Regions from separate parts of the Ovis aries genome. Here region 2 is linked to region 1. The links are chromatin contacts, called in public Hi-C maps. All regions are on one chromosome and are shown on one strand. Each heading gives the region's core, a stretch centred on a gene start, on an enhancer-like site or on the middle of the called end of the contact. The rest is flanking DNA. Distances are from core to core; before and after follow the strand shown.

What was found. A called contact is a pair of places that touch in the nucleus more often than the background predicts.
Region 2: a contact with region 1 is called in a Hi-C map of liver, with 4 times the contacts expected there. The contact joins the promoter of CROT here to the enhancer-like site in region 1. A contact is called at or near these places in 3 of 16 Hi-C or Micro-C datasets (hypothalamus, liver and tail adipose tissue).

Annotation. Positions count from the first base shown.
Region 1 is chr4:34,392,784-34,395,483 of ARS-UI_Ramb_v3.0, reverse strand. LOC101122517 (phosphatidylcholine translocator ABCB4) reads right to left here. Exons shown (of 29, transcript XM_060414577.1): 22 at 1,730-1,933. Among named protein-coding and RNA genes, the nearest start is that of CROT, 73 kb to the left of the region's middle. Within about 2 kb of position 1,308, at least 5 of the 54 cell types and tissues checked have an H3K27ac peak or open chromatin away from gene starts, as enhancers often do. A contact at or near this core is called in liver, where this site is marked.
Region 2 is chr4:34,465,735-34,468,434 of ARS-UI_Ramb_v3.0, reverse strand. CROT (carnitine O-octanoyltransferase) reads left to right here and starts at 1,251. Exons shown (of 19, transcript XM_060414583.1): 1 at 1,251-1,439; 2 at 1,794-1,904; 3 at 2,033-2,123.

The DNA of each region.
Region 1 (2,700 bases), core at 59-2,558:
CAAACAAACAAAGAACAACAACAACAAAAAAAACAGTGGTGTGGCAGAAGAGCGGAGGGCAAGGGTCGGGGGGCAGAGATTCCAAGACCTTTCTAACCCTCATTTTGGGTTAATAAGGAGTTGACAGAATAAACCAAATTGAAATATGATTGAATTGCTGATAATTAACATTTATAATTTTTAACCTCTCATTAAAAAAACAAAACCCTTATTAGGTTAAAGCAGCTACTAAAAATATTTCAGACTGGTCAACGTGAGCTGTTCATCCTCTGATCCCTGAAATGACAGAGTAGTAGCAGAAAGGAACCTGGGACATTATCTGGTACAATTTCTCACATTATATAAGTGAAAACTGAGGGCCAGAGAAGTGAGGGATCTCCAGTATGATATACTGAGCAGCGATAAGGCCAGGACAGATGATCAAGAATGGCGTTTTGTTTGCCAAGCTGTTCCATTCTAACAGCCCTGCTCCTGCCAGAAAACTCTGGCAACTTTCAGTGTCATTAGCCATTTTTAACAGAAGTAAGGCTCTATTAACTAGATTCAAGATGTTTTCTTCCATGTAACTGGTCTAAGAAAAAATGATCTCCACTCTACCTACTGACAATTTCCCTTCTGAAATGTGAAAAGCAGTAGGGTTCAGGAGAAAGGAAACAAACACTCTGGCATGGTTTTTAGTGGCGACAAACAAAACAAGGAAATGACGCCATAAAGGAGCCACAGCCAGCAGCCAAGAGGGTCTTCCAGGACTCTGGGTACCTGAGAGCTGAAGTCTGGGAATTATGCTGACTGCTCTTCTTTCCCATGAGCGAGACATGCTATCTGCCCCACCTCGAGTAACCACAACTCTATTAAGGCCTAAGCAGTATTGTCTGTGAAAAGGCTTTGCAAATGCTGTGCTATAGAAACTACATCACAATTTTCACTATTTCTTCACCTCTTAATGTTTCAATGTAGCATAATATTTACATAAGTAAGGGTAAAAAAATTCCTGGTTGTTGACTACACTTAACATTTAAATACATGTATGTGTAAATAAAATGTAGGCTTAGACACATTTAAACCTATATGAAGAGGCTATATGGTAAAGAACTTTGAAGTAGACCAGGATTTGAATCCGAGCCATGCCTTTAACTTGTTTCTTTCTTGAGTTCCGCATTTGTAAAATTGGCAAAACATTAGTACTTGACTCATAGGATTCTTGTGAGGATGAGTTGGGACATATAAATACTTAGAACAATAACTGGCTCAAAGTAAGGTCCAAGTTTAAGTGTGTGCCCAATTGCCGTTACAATTAGAATCACAAATCTGAGCATTACTGCCCTCTGGTGGCTGCCTAACTTAACTACAGAAATCACAACCGAGAACAGGACTGTCTACTTAGAACAGTACACATATTTCTCTGCCTTAAGGACTCTTTGTCTGTAAAACAGGGGTAACCTTTGTCCTAACAATGGCATCAGTGTACAAAGTAAAAGGTAAAACGAACTCTGAAAACTCAGAAATTTTCTGAATTATAGCACTTTCTATACACTAAAATTTTACATTAATTATCCCATTTTCAAGTTCTAGGCATTGACACAGTAAGGTATTTCATACTCAGTGCTGACCACTATTAGTTGTCGGGAGCACTAACATTATCAAAATATGCATGTTGTAACAAATCAATCAAATAAAACCCATGTCTTAACAACCATACTTATATCAACTGAAGCCTTATTTGACCCACCTTTCCAGCAGTTTCCAGTTCCTTTTTATCTCTTTTGGCATTTCCAGCCAGCAATTTCATTTCAACAATTCCTGATACAGCAATAATTGGAACAACTGATAGCAGCAAAAGGGTTAATTGCCAACCGTAGATGAATGCTATAATAATACCAGTTCCAAGGTTAGCTGTATTCTGTGCAATCAGAGCCAACCTGGTCCCAATGGCCTGGATGAGCAAAAGAAGAGAGGGAGCTGTATTTTAAGTTGCAGACCTGTGAGCTACAGCCTTCAACCTCCTGGTCAGAACCATGAGACAGGGATTTATGCCTGTGCTAACATTTGCTCTCTTTCATTACAATAAACCCAAGATTGTTGTTATTGTTTAGTTGCTCAGTCGTGTCCAACTCTTTCGCGACCCCATGGACTGCAGCATGCCAGGCTCCCTGTCGTTTACTATCTCCCAGAATTTGCTCATACTCATGTCTATTGAGTCTACGATGCCATGCAACCATCTAGTCCTCTATCGCCCCCTTCTCCTCCTGTCCTTAATCTTATCCAGCATCGAACGAGTTGGCTCTTCGCATCAGGTGCCCAAAGTAGTCTCATGCATCACTTGGGAGGCTCTGCAGGTTAGTCTCTGTCTGTGCCTTTCAACTCTCACTCCTTTCCTGGCCACATGGATTCAGCATCACAGAACCAAGTCACCATTGCTCTGCTTTGGGGAGAGGCTATGGGGCACATACACTTTTTCCTGAAGGCAATGTTTAAAGAGCAAATAAACCTTGGACACTCTTGTCATTTTAAAGCCTGTTTGCTTCACATGTATAAGAGGGAGGCTCACGAACTCCAACAGACCATCAGTTGCAAAGGGTACAGATCCTAAGAGGCCATCTTCTGGAAAGCCTTCATAAAGATGAAGTACTGTTTCCACCAATCAGAAAAAGAGGGATGTCATAGGGACATCACAGGTGACATCTTGCATTGTGCAGAAGC
Region 2 (2,700 bases), core at 2-2,501, 73 kb before region 1:
GAGTGAAATTTTTTTCCCCACATCTTCACAAATTACTACAACTTTATAATCCCTTGTCTGAAACCTTATTTGGCCTGACAGGTTTCAGAATTCAGAACATTTATCAGAAAAGTGTGTCTGCCACATATTATGTAACACCACTAGCAAGCACAGAAGATGCACTGCAACCAAACTTATTCGTATTTTTGCAGCAAACTTACAAATACTCATTTGTATCCTCAGTTTCCTTCTGGTCACATTTTACAAAGTTAGGAAAAGATTGGGACCTGGGACAGACATGTTAATTTGAAATCCAGTTATTTATATGATATCCATTTCACAGTCACTGTAAACTATTGGCCTTTTCTTTCACAAAAATGAAAATGTATTTAAAATGAAAACTGAAACAGTGTATTTCCAGGAGTAAATGTAAAATAGATTTGCTTGTGAAGCTATGTTAATTGTATTATGATCTTTCTCTAGCACTTGCCTAGTTCCCTCTGGTTGAAAACTCATTTCTTGGTGCGACAGTAGAAGGTATCAGGTCACCCTGAAGCTTGCAGTGTGAGTCCCTGCGCGCTGCAAGGTCCTCGGGCAGCAGGGAGACCTGTGGGAGGGTAAGGAAGCTCTGACAGCCCAGTGCTGCAGGATGTCTAGCTGGGCAAATTTCAGCCTCAGTGGATGAAGCAAAAGAGAGACCAAGTGGGGATTTATGTGGTTACTGTTCTCTTGGTAGGACATGGAGGGAACGATAGTATTCCTCCTTAAGGCACTGGTATAAATTCTCACTTGGGAGTTACAAAAAGTGACGAGGAGTTCTTCACTTTGGGAAGAGCGGCTACTAAGTAGGAGCTGGAGCTAGAAGAGGAACAGCGCGGCGAGCTTGCACCTCCACAGCTTGCGTGAAAATAGGCCGTTTGTTTTTATACCGGTTCCAGAAAGTCAGCTCCTGAGCGGAGCGCAGCCCGCCCTCAGCTCCAGCCACGTCCCGAGTGAGGCGCTGTGGTCCACCGGCTGCAAGCAGTTACTGGCAGGCTGGGTTCGGACTGCGGCCCTTACGGCCCGCCCGCCAGGCCTGTCGGTGGCGGGCAGCTGACCTGGAAAGCCCGAGAGAGGCGTGGCCAGGTCGCGAGAAAGCGCAGACCCCGCCTGCCCTCCGCGCCTTCAAGGACCGGGCGGGCCCCCAGGGCATGCCAACCAATCCCCGCTTCCCGGTGACCGCGGGGCGGGACCGTCGCGGCGTTCCGTCCAATTCGCGCTCTTCTGGGCTTGAGCGGAGCAGGCCGGTGCAGCAGGGGCTCGGGACTGTTTGGCTGGCGGAGTTTGCGCTCCCTCCCTCTCTCCCCTAATATTTTGGGGGTGGGGAGAAGTTAAGGACAGAGTTAAATGGTGTAGAGCAGCAGAGGTGACAGGACTCGGCGGAGGTGACTTCGGGCATGTCGCTGGCCCGAGTCTGAGAGGTACTCCTGAAGTTGGGCCGCTGGGCTGGTCCGTGGTGGTGCTTCGTTAGATTGCTGTCACCTGGTGGTTTTTAGAGTGTGCGGAGCTGCCTTTGTGGTGGTGGGGGTCGTCTCCGAGCTCTCGTCGCCCTCTCCTCCTGTCTCTGGAGCCAGGCTTTGAACTTGCAGCCCTGCGATAAATCGCCAGCACCAGGCCCCTGGGCACCGGGAGGTACACTGTTATCGGGGGCTTATCTAACGGAAGGGAGTGGGGTTGTCCTAGTAGTTAACCTAGTTAATCCGTGTAGTAATTTTTATCTAGCTTTCTGGCTAAGGAAAGGAAATGGCAACTCACTCCAGTGTTCTTGCCTGGAGAATCCCAGGGACGGGGGAGCCTGGTGGGATCTATGGGATCGCACAGAGTTGGGCACGACTGAAGCGACTTAGCAGCAGCTTTCTGGCAGATGGACTTTTTGCGTGTTTGCTGTGAGTTCCGAAGGGATGAGACTTGGCTCCTCCCATCCCTTTAGTTGTATGTCTTCCACCCTCTTTTACTAGTTTTTGTTAATTTTTTACTCCTGGAATTGTTAAGCTTGTTTTCGCCCTGCCCACAGTTCACCAGCTCAGTTCACACTCTTGTGGTTCCTGAACAGAATTGTTGCAACAAGCACTTGGCAGTCCTAAACAACTCGTCTTGGTTTACCGGTATGTGGTAATCTATTCCTTTTACTTCTTTTTCCTGATTCTGTTTTGTACTCAGAGTTTCATCTTACTGCTCCCAGTGGGCACTGTAATTAAGTCCGGCATCATCACTTTCCTAAAGCATTTATTTATAGGTTTTTTTGGAATTGTATTATTCAGTCTTTGTGATTGAGAGTTCAGAACAATCCTCCATGAAAGAATCTGATAATTCACGTTTTTACTGTGTACCTCTTGCTGAGTTAAGACCGTAGTGAGTATGGAATTGATCGTCGTGGTCTCAGATGCCTAGAGGGTAAGTGGCACGTATGTATACAGAGAATAGTTTGTTTTTCTACATAGGTGTATTAGCTTCCTATTGCTTCATAACAGTTTATCACAAACCTAACAGTTAAAAAACAAATTTATTAACTGGCATCTCTATAGATGCAAAGTTTGGGTAGGTTTAGCTGGGTTCACTGCTTAGTGTCTCACAAAGCTGAAATGAATTTGTTGGTCCCGGCTTTCTGAGGGAGAATCCATCTTCAGATTCACTGAGGTTGTTGGTAGAATTAATTTCCATGCAGTTATTAATTTCCATGCA